Regions from separate parts of the Sus scrofa genome. Here region 1 is linked to region 2. Evidence: chromatin contacts called from public HiChIP or PLAC-seq data. All regions are on one chromosome and are shown on one strand. The core of a region is the stretch at or near the end of the contact, and the rest is flanking DNA. Distances in the headings are between cores, read along the strand shown.

Region 1 (2,970 bases), core at 329-2,828, 310 kb before region 2:
TTGTTAACCGCTGCACCACGATGGGAACTCTGAGGAGTGCTTTTCTAAAGCAATGAACATTCCATGTGCATACTGACCAGTAAGCTCAATGAATAAATAAACTGGGATGGCACAGAACAGAAAAGGTGGAGGAAATCGAAAAGTATGTGGCTTTTAATTCTAAACAATATTTTCATTGTGTTTCTCATTTACCCTTAAAAACAATATTCTGTGAAGGAAATCATGAATCATGGTGATCTAATAAAACTGATTATGGCATATAGTATATCTAGGATTAACTCCGCAGTCATATACCCATGATCAAGAGAAAACTGTGCTATTATCTCTGGAGGAGATGGTTTAAAATGAAGATACAGAAGATATGTATGGCATAGCTGGGGGTGACCTGAGGCTGAGAAGGCTGATGAATTGTTGGAGGATCCAGGGCGAAAGGTGAGTAAAGCCGTCAAAAGAACTGTGAGACGTTTGAAGCTGTAGACTTCAATCCAAATGATCAGTGGATAATGACTTTGCATGTGGGAAGGAGAGGCAGAAGGAATCAGTTGATAATGTCACAAAGTCCAGGATGTTCAGGTTAACTGCAAGCTCAAGGAAGATTAAGGTGCGGTGACAGTGAAAAGAGGTAGTGCTAATTAATGCACAAACCTGGTTAAGAGTTACCACAAACAGCTTTATTTCTGCTTCATGCTCTGGACTTTAGTCCACTTCTACAGCCATGTCATCGGAGCAAGAGTGGGGAAAATCAGGTAGGTTTAGCTGGCACAAGACAAGTTAGGACACGTGCTTTTGCAAGTTTCTGAAAAGCTGTTTTGTGAAAAGGGAGTCCGGGTAACTTATTACAAATTTCGTAGAAGGCAGCAACAGGTCTGACTGGTGTTTAAGTTGCAGCAGCTGGGTCTCAGGCCCAGGGGAGCTAGGACTTTGTACAGGGGGCTGTGGAAGGAGCAGCTGCCAAGTTCCTCCCTCAGGTAGCAAAGAAGGAGCCTGCAAGACGGAAAAATTGGGTGGCAGGCGCCAAAAGCAACAAATTGGACAGCTTTCCGCTCTGATTGAGAAACTATGGGCTCCCCTAAGAGTCGTTTCTGCGGCAAGTTGACAGCTGTTTTCCTTCGCATGAAGAATCCCCACTGCTGCCAACTGGAGTGGGCGTCAGCTTCCCTCACCGTCCACGAAGTGCCCCAACTGCCAAATCCAGCGCGAAAGGGGCGGACGAGGAGGGGCCCAGGGTCCCACCCGCAGGCCAAGCACCTCGGCGCCTCCTCCGCAGCAAACTCCTCCAGGCCCGCGTGGGCCGTATGCACCGGCCGCGCGCCCCGGAGCCGGACACGAGTCCAATCCTGAGCCGAGTCCAGCCCGGCTCTTCCTCCCACCCCGCAGGCGCGGCCCCCGCGCGCACCCAGCGGCCCCCTCCCTCCCGCCTCCTCTCGCGGCCCCGCTCGCGGAGCCCAGGCGGCCACGGCCTCCCCGCACCCGTACCTTACCGACGCGCCACTCACATCCCTTCCGCGAACACCTCGCTTTCCGTGGCCCAAGTCCCGCGAGAACTGGAGAGTGCGTCGGGGCGCTCCGACGTGGGGCGGGGCCTGGCCGGGAGTCAGAGCGCGGATTGGCTGAGGGTCAGCCGGGTAGTGGGCGGGGCACCGTCGGACGGGGAAGCGACCCGGAGGAGAGGAAGAGGGAAGGGAGATGTGGCCGGGGATGGGCTGCGGGCTCGGCCCCTCCGGACCGACAGGATGGGGATGGAGGCCAGACGAGTGTGGGGCAGGATCCGGGCTGCGGGACGTGGCTCCTCCGGGTAAGGGGGGCGGGGCGGGGTCTTGAATGTGGTCCGAGATGGGGTGCGACGCTGAGGTCCGGAGCCCTAATTGGAGGTGTGTGATGGGTTGGGTTGGCCCAGTGATAGGACGCGGGCAGATTTGGAAGGAAAAGCCGGTTGTCGGGTCCCAGGGCTTAGGCGAGGGGAGGGTTGTATTTATCGAGATGTTAGCCGGTGCAGAGAGGGCAAGGCTAAGGAGAGTGTGCAGAAGGGCGCGTGGGTGTATTTATCTCCTGGGGTGGGGGTGAGAAAAAAAGCAGAGAGGAATTTACGTTCCTGAACAGTAAAAGCGGGTGTGATCAGAGGACAGAATGAAGGGGCCGTGGAACTGAGGAGGAAAATCAATGACAGTTTAAAAGGGAAGGAAAATCGGCCAAGAGAAACAGGAACACCACGAATTACTCGTTTTTGAAGGCGGTGTTAGCAAAAGGAGAGCCTTGTATTAAGCATCGAGCTTCATGCTTCAATTTTCTTCCTTTCCAATTTTAAGAAGATGGGAGGATAGAAGGAGTGGGAGGGGAGGTAGCATTGTTATTCACGTCCGGAGGAAAGGAGAGAGATAACTTTTGGTTGAACTAGGTTCGCCGAGTTTCAGAGGCGGATGGAAAATTGGCTGTGTGCAGTTGGGAATCTCACCCCTAGATCGTGAGCTACTGTCAGGGCATTCGTTTGTCAATACTCTTCAACCAAAAGGCCACCAGGAGCACAACTGCAGTCCAAAAGCTGGTTTTATAACTTTACAAAGAGGGAGAAAACACACCTTGGGAACCTTGGGTCGTTTGAATAATAGAGTGTTAGAAGAGATCCCTATTCAGGGATCCCTATTAATGGATCTTGTCTGTTATGCCCCTTCCTCGTAGTCAGAGACTGACTGATGCTGATGTCCTTTTAGATTGCGGTACTTTCCTGGAGGAGCTCCGCCATCCGTGCCTCCCAACAGTGAAGTCTTAATGGTAAGTGTTTGCTCAATTTCTGATGCCAGGTACGGTGTTTCTTTTTCTCACGTGTAACATGCATGAATTGAGAACAGAGGTGCACAGGCTTCTGGGGGAAATGGGCAGAGAGAGCGTGTGTCTCCAACCTTTAAGAGGAAGAAAAGGCCAGAGACAAGCAAATGTGTATGATGGTTTGAAATGGTGTTGAGTGCTGTGGAC
Region 2 (2,739 bases), core at 6-2,505:
GAGTCCCTTTCAAGGGAGTTCAAACTGTAGTCTGGAACAGTCTTTGTCAGACACAACTTGGTCTCAAACAACTCAGTCGTGCCATTTTCTTTACTCCCATTTATACAAACTGACCCGAAAGGCTCCAAATGCTGAGTCTTTTATAGTCTTTATTTTATTCCTTTGGGAGGTTCCTGTACAAACTTTTTTTTTTAATGCGAATATGATTGCCATAGCAATCCAGAGATATAAATGTTGCCTAATTGAATCACTGTGTTGAATTAGCCGGCAGAAAGACTGAGTGAAATCTGGGGCGGTACCAGCTACAATGGAAAAAAAAAAAATCATTATACACACACACACAAAATACATACCAAAAAAAAAAAAAAATCTGGGGCGTGGAGGGGCGGGTGAATGTGGATGATAAAAATTTTAAGTCCCTCGAATTTCTGGGTTTGGATTAAATGTTTGTTTGTTCTGCAAGGCACATGGTAACTTTTCAGACCAAGGCCACTTAAAAGGGAAACCAGCGGGGCAGTCAGTGGATGGGGAGACAGGCATCCTCGCTTATGCGTAAAGCCAGAGCCCCTCTACCTCGCTGTTCCCCGCATCCCAAGGATAATGACCCAGGAGAGACGGATGCCCCGGGAGGCCCAGAAGCCTCACGTAAGCCGCTTAGGTCGGTACAACCGCCCGCTGCTACACATGGGCTCGGCCCTGCAGCCTTTCCAAGCAGGCTGTGGAGGGGAAGGTACAGGGATTTCTGAGCCTCAGCGGGAGGTGCTGCGGGCTCCACCCGCGCCTTCCCTTCGGGTTCAAAACACGTTTTGTAAATAACAAGTTACTCGGTGAGCACGTGACGAGGCAGTGGTCCGCCCGCAAACCCTGCACTTCCCAAGTCCCTGGCGCGGGCATCTGGACAGCCCCAAGCTGCTCTGCCGCCCCCGGGGACAGGCCCCGGTGCTCCGGGCCCCGGGAGGAGCGGTGCGGGGCAGCCTGCACGCCGGGGGCCGTGCGGCGCGGGCAGGGCGGCCCCAGGGCGCGCTCCCGGGCGGCGGCGGCGCCTCGTCTCCATCGGCGCCGAGGGGCGAGGCCCCGGGCCCCGCGTCCCGAGGCCGGGCGAACGACCGGGCCGAGGCTGCTGCCAGTCCACCCGCGGGAGCAGCGGCCGAGGCAGCCGCTCCGCCCCCGCCGCCGCCGCCGCCGCCGCCGGCGGCCCCGCCCCGGCCCCTCCCCCTTCCCCCGCGAACTTAGTCAGCGGTTCGCGCCGCGGCGCCCCGATTGGCCGGCGGAACGCGCCGCGTCACAATGGAGCCGGTCGGAGGCGGCGAGCCGGGCAGCGCCGGGGCTTCCCGCTGAGCCCGCAGCCCAGGCGGCGAGGAAGTGCGGCGCGGGGCCGCCGCCGGCCCGCCCGGAGCGGCGCGGGGCGAGCGCGGGGAGCGCCCGGGCCGGAGCGCGCAGGTAGGTCGGGCCGGGACGTCCCCGGTCGCGAAGGAGGCGCCGAGGGGAGCCGGGAGGTGGAGGCGGAGGACCGGGTGAGCGGACGCAGCAGGTGGAGTTGGCCGAGCAGGTGCGGTTACCTGTGCCCGCCTCCCCTGCGAGCCGGGCCTAGCGGACAGGTGGCCGAGCCAGAGAGACGAGGCGGTGCTTCGCCGCCCCCTGGTCCCCGGCGGAGAGGGAGTGAGCCCCCTGAGGGCACCTCTCCTGGATGCGGGGTCATCCGGGCGGGCGGAGGGGGCGGCCGCGACCGGGCGGTCCTCGCTTTCCCCAGGAGCCTCGGAGCCGCACCTGCGTGTGCGTCCCCCCGGCGATGCGGGACCCGGGCTGGAGGCTCGTCCGCCCCCCCGCCCCGGGGGGGGAGCAGACCCCTGCGCTCAGCTCCCTGGTTGGCTCCTTTCCTCCTGCCGCTGTTTGTGAGCACTTACTCCTCTTGGGACCCCTGCAGTGGTTCGCCTGCAGTTTGATGGTGGGGTTGGCGTGTTTGAGGGAGAGGAGAGCATCTTGCGGTTCGCAGAGAGAAGCTAAGAGTTGCCCCGTCCTGGGCTGCAGCTGAGCAGGTGCTGAGCTGAGAGGGTAGAAGGGAGGAGGCTCCGTGTTGGCTCATCACCCCGGTGACTTCCCAAAGTCCATAGGTTGCTTTTGGTCAGGTGACCTTTGTGGAAGCCTTCTTTGCGGTCAGAAGGACTCCCTCTCAGCAGCTCCCTCCCCACCTTCCAAGAAGAGGACAAATCTAAATTTAAAAACAAAAACCTACCCGTGTGAACTTCCTTGAACAAGTTCGCCTTGCCAAAAACTTTTATTAAAAGTCTGTAAAAAGATAGGTATGACATTTTTTAAATTGAAGCTATGTAGCCAACTTAAAATAGGCCGTGTCCACTGCTTTCTAAGAGGAAATGAAATGGCGTGTGTCTATCAGACGAAGTCTCCTAAGCCCAAGTATTAGGCTGCAGTACCCAGAAGCAGCCAAGCTGCGGAATAATTATTTAACAATTCCAGTACCTTCCCTCTGTTCAGGCTCTGCCTCCTGAGAACCCCAAATGCTCTTGGAATTGTGAGGGCCAAAGTGACTTCCTTTGGCCCCTGGCTTCCCTAGGGGACAGCTTCACCCCTGAAGGAATATAAAATGACAGCCAGTCGCACAACAAACTGAGCCTGTGTGATTTAAAAATATAGGCCCTGGAGTTCCCTTGTGGCTCAGTGGGTTAAGGAGACGGCATTGTCAGTGCGGCAGCTCCTGTTGCTGCTGTGGCGTGGGTTCGA

The links. HiChIP or PLAC-seq counts read pairs in DNA pulled down with a chosen protein or histone mark.
Region 1: a contact with region 2 is called in an H3K27ac HiChIP or PLAC-seq map of alveolar macrophages. The contact joins the promoter of KYAT3 here to the promoter of LRRC8B in region 2. A contact is called at or near these places in 1 of 5 promoter capture datasets (liver) and 1 of 2 datasets of contacts at active chromatin or transcription factors (alveolar macrophages).

The regions. Positions count from the first base shown.
Region 1 is chr4:127,450,083-127,453,052 of Sscrofa11.1, reverse strand. KYAT3 (kynurenine--oxoglutarate transaminase 3) reads right to left here and starts at 1,578. Exons shown (of 14, transcript XM_001929384.5): 1 at 1,497-1,578.
Region 2 is chr4:127,135,132-127,137,870 of Sscrofa11.1, reverse strand. It overlaps LRRC8B (volume-regulated anion channel subunit LRRC8B), which reads left to right and starts at 1,255. Exons shown (of 7, transcript XM_013997404.2): 1 at 1,255-1,440.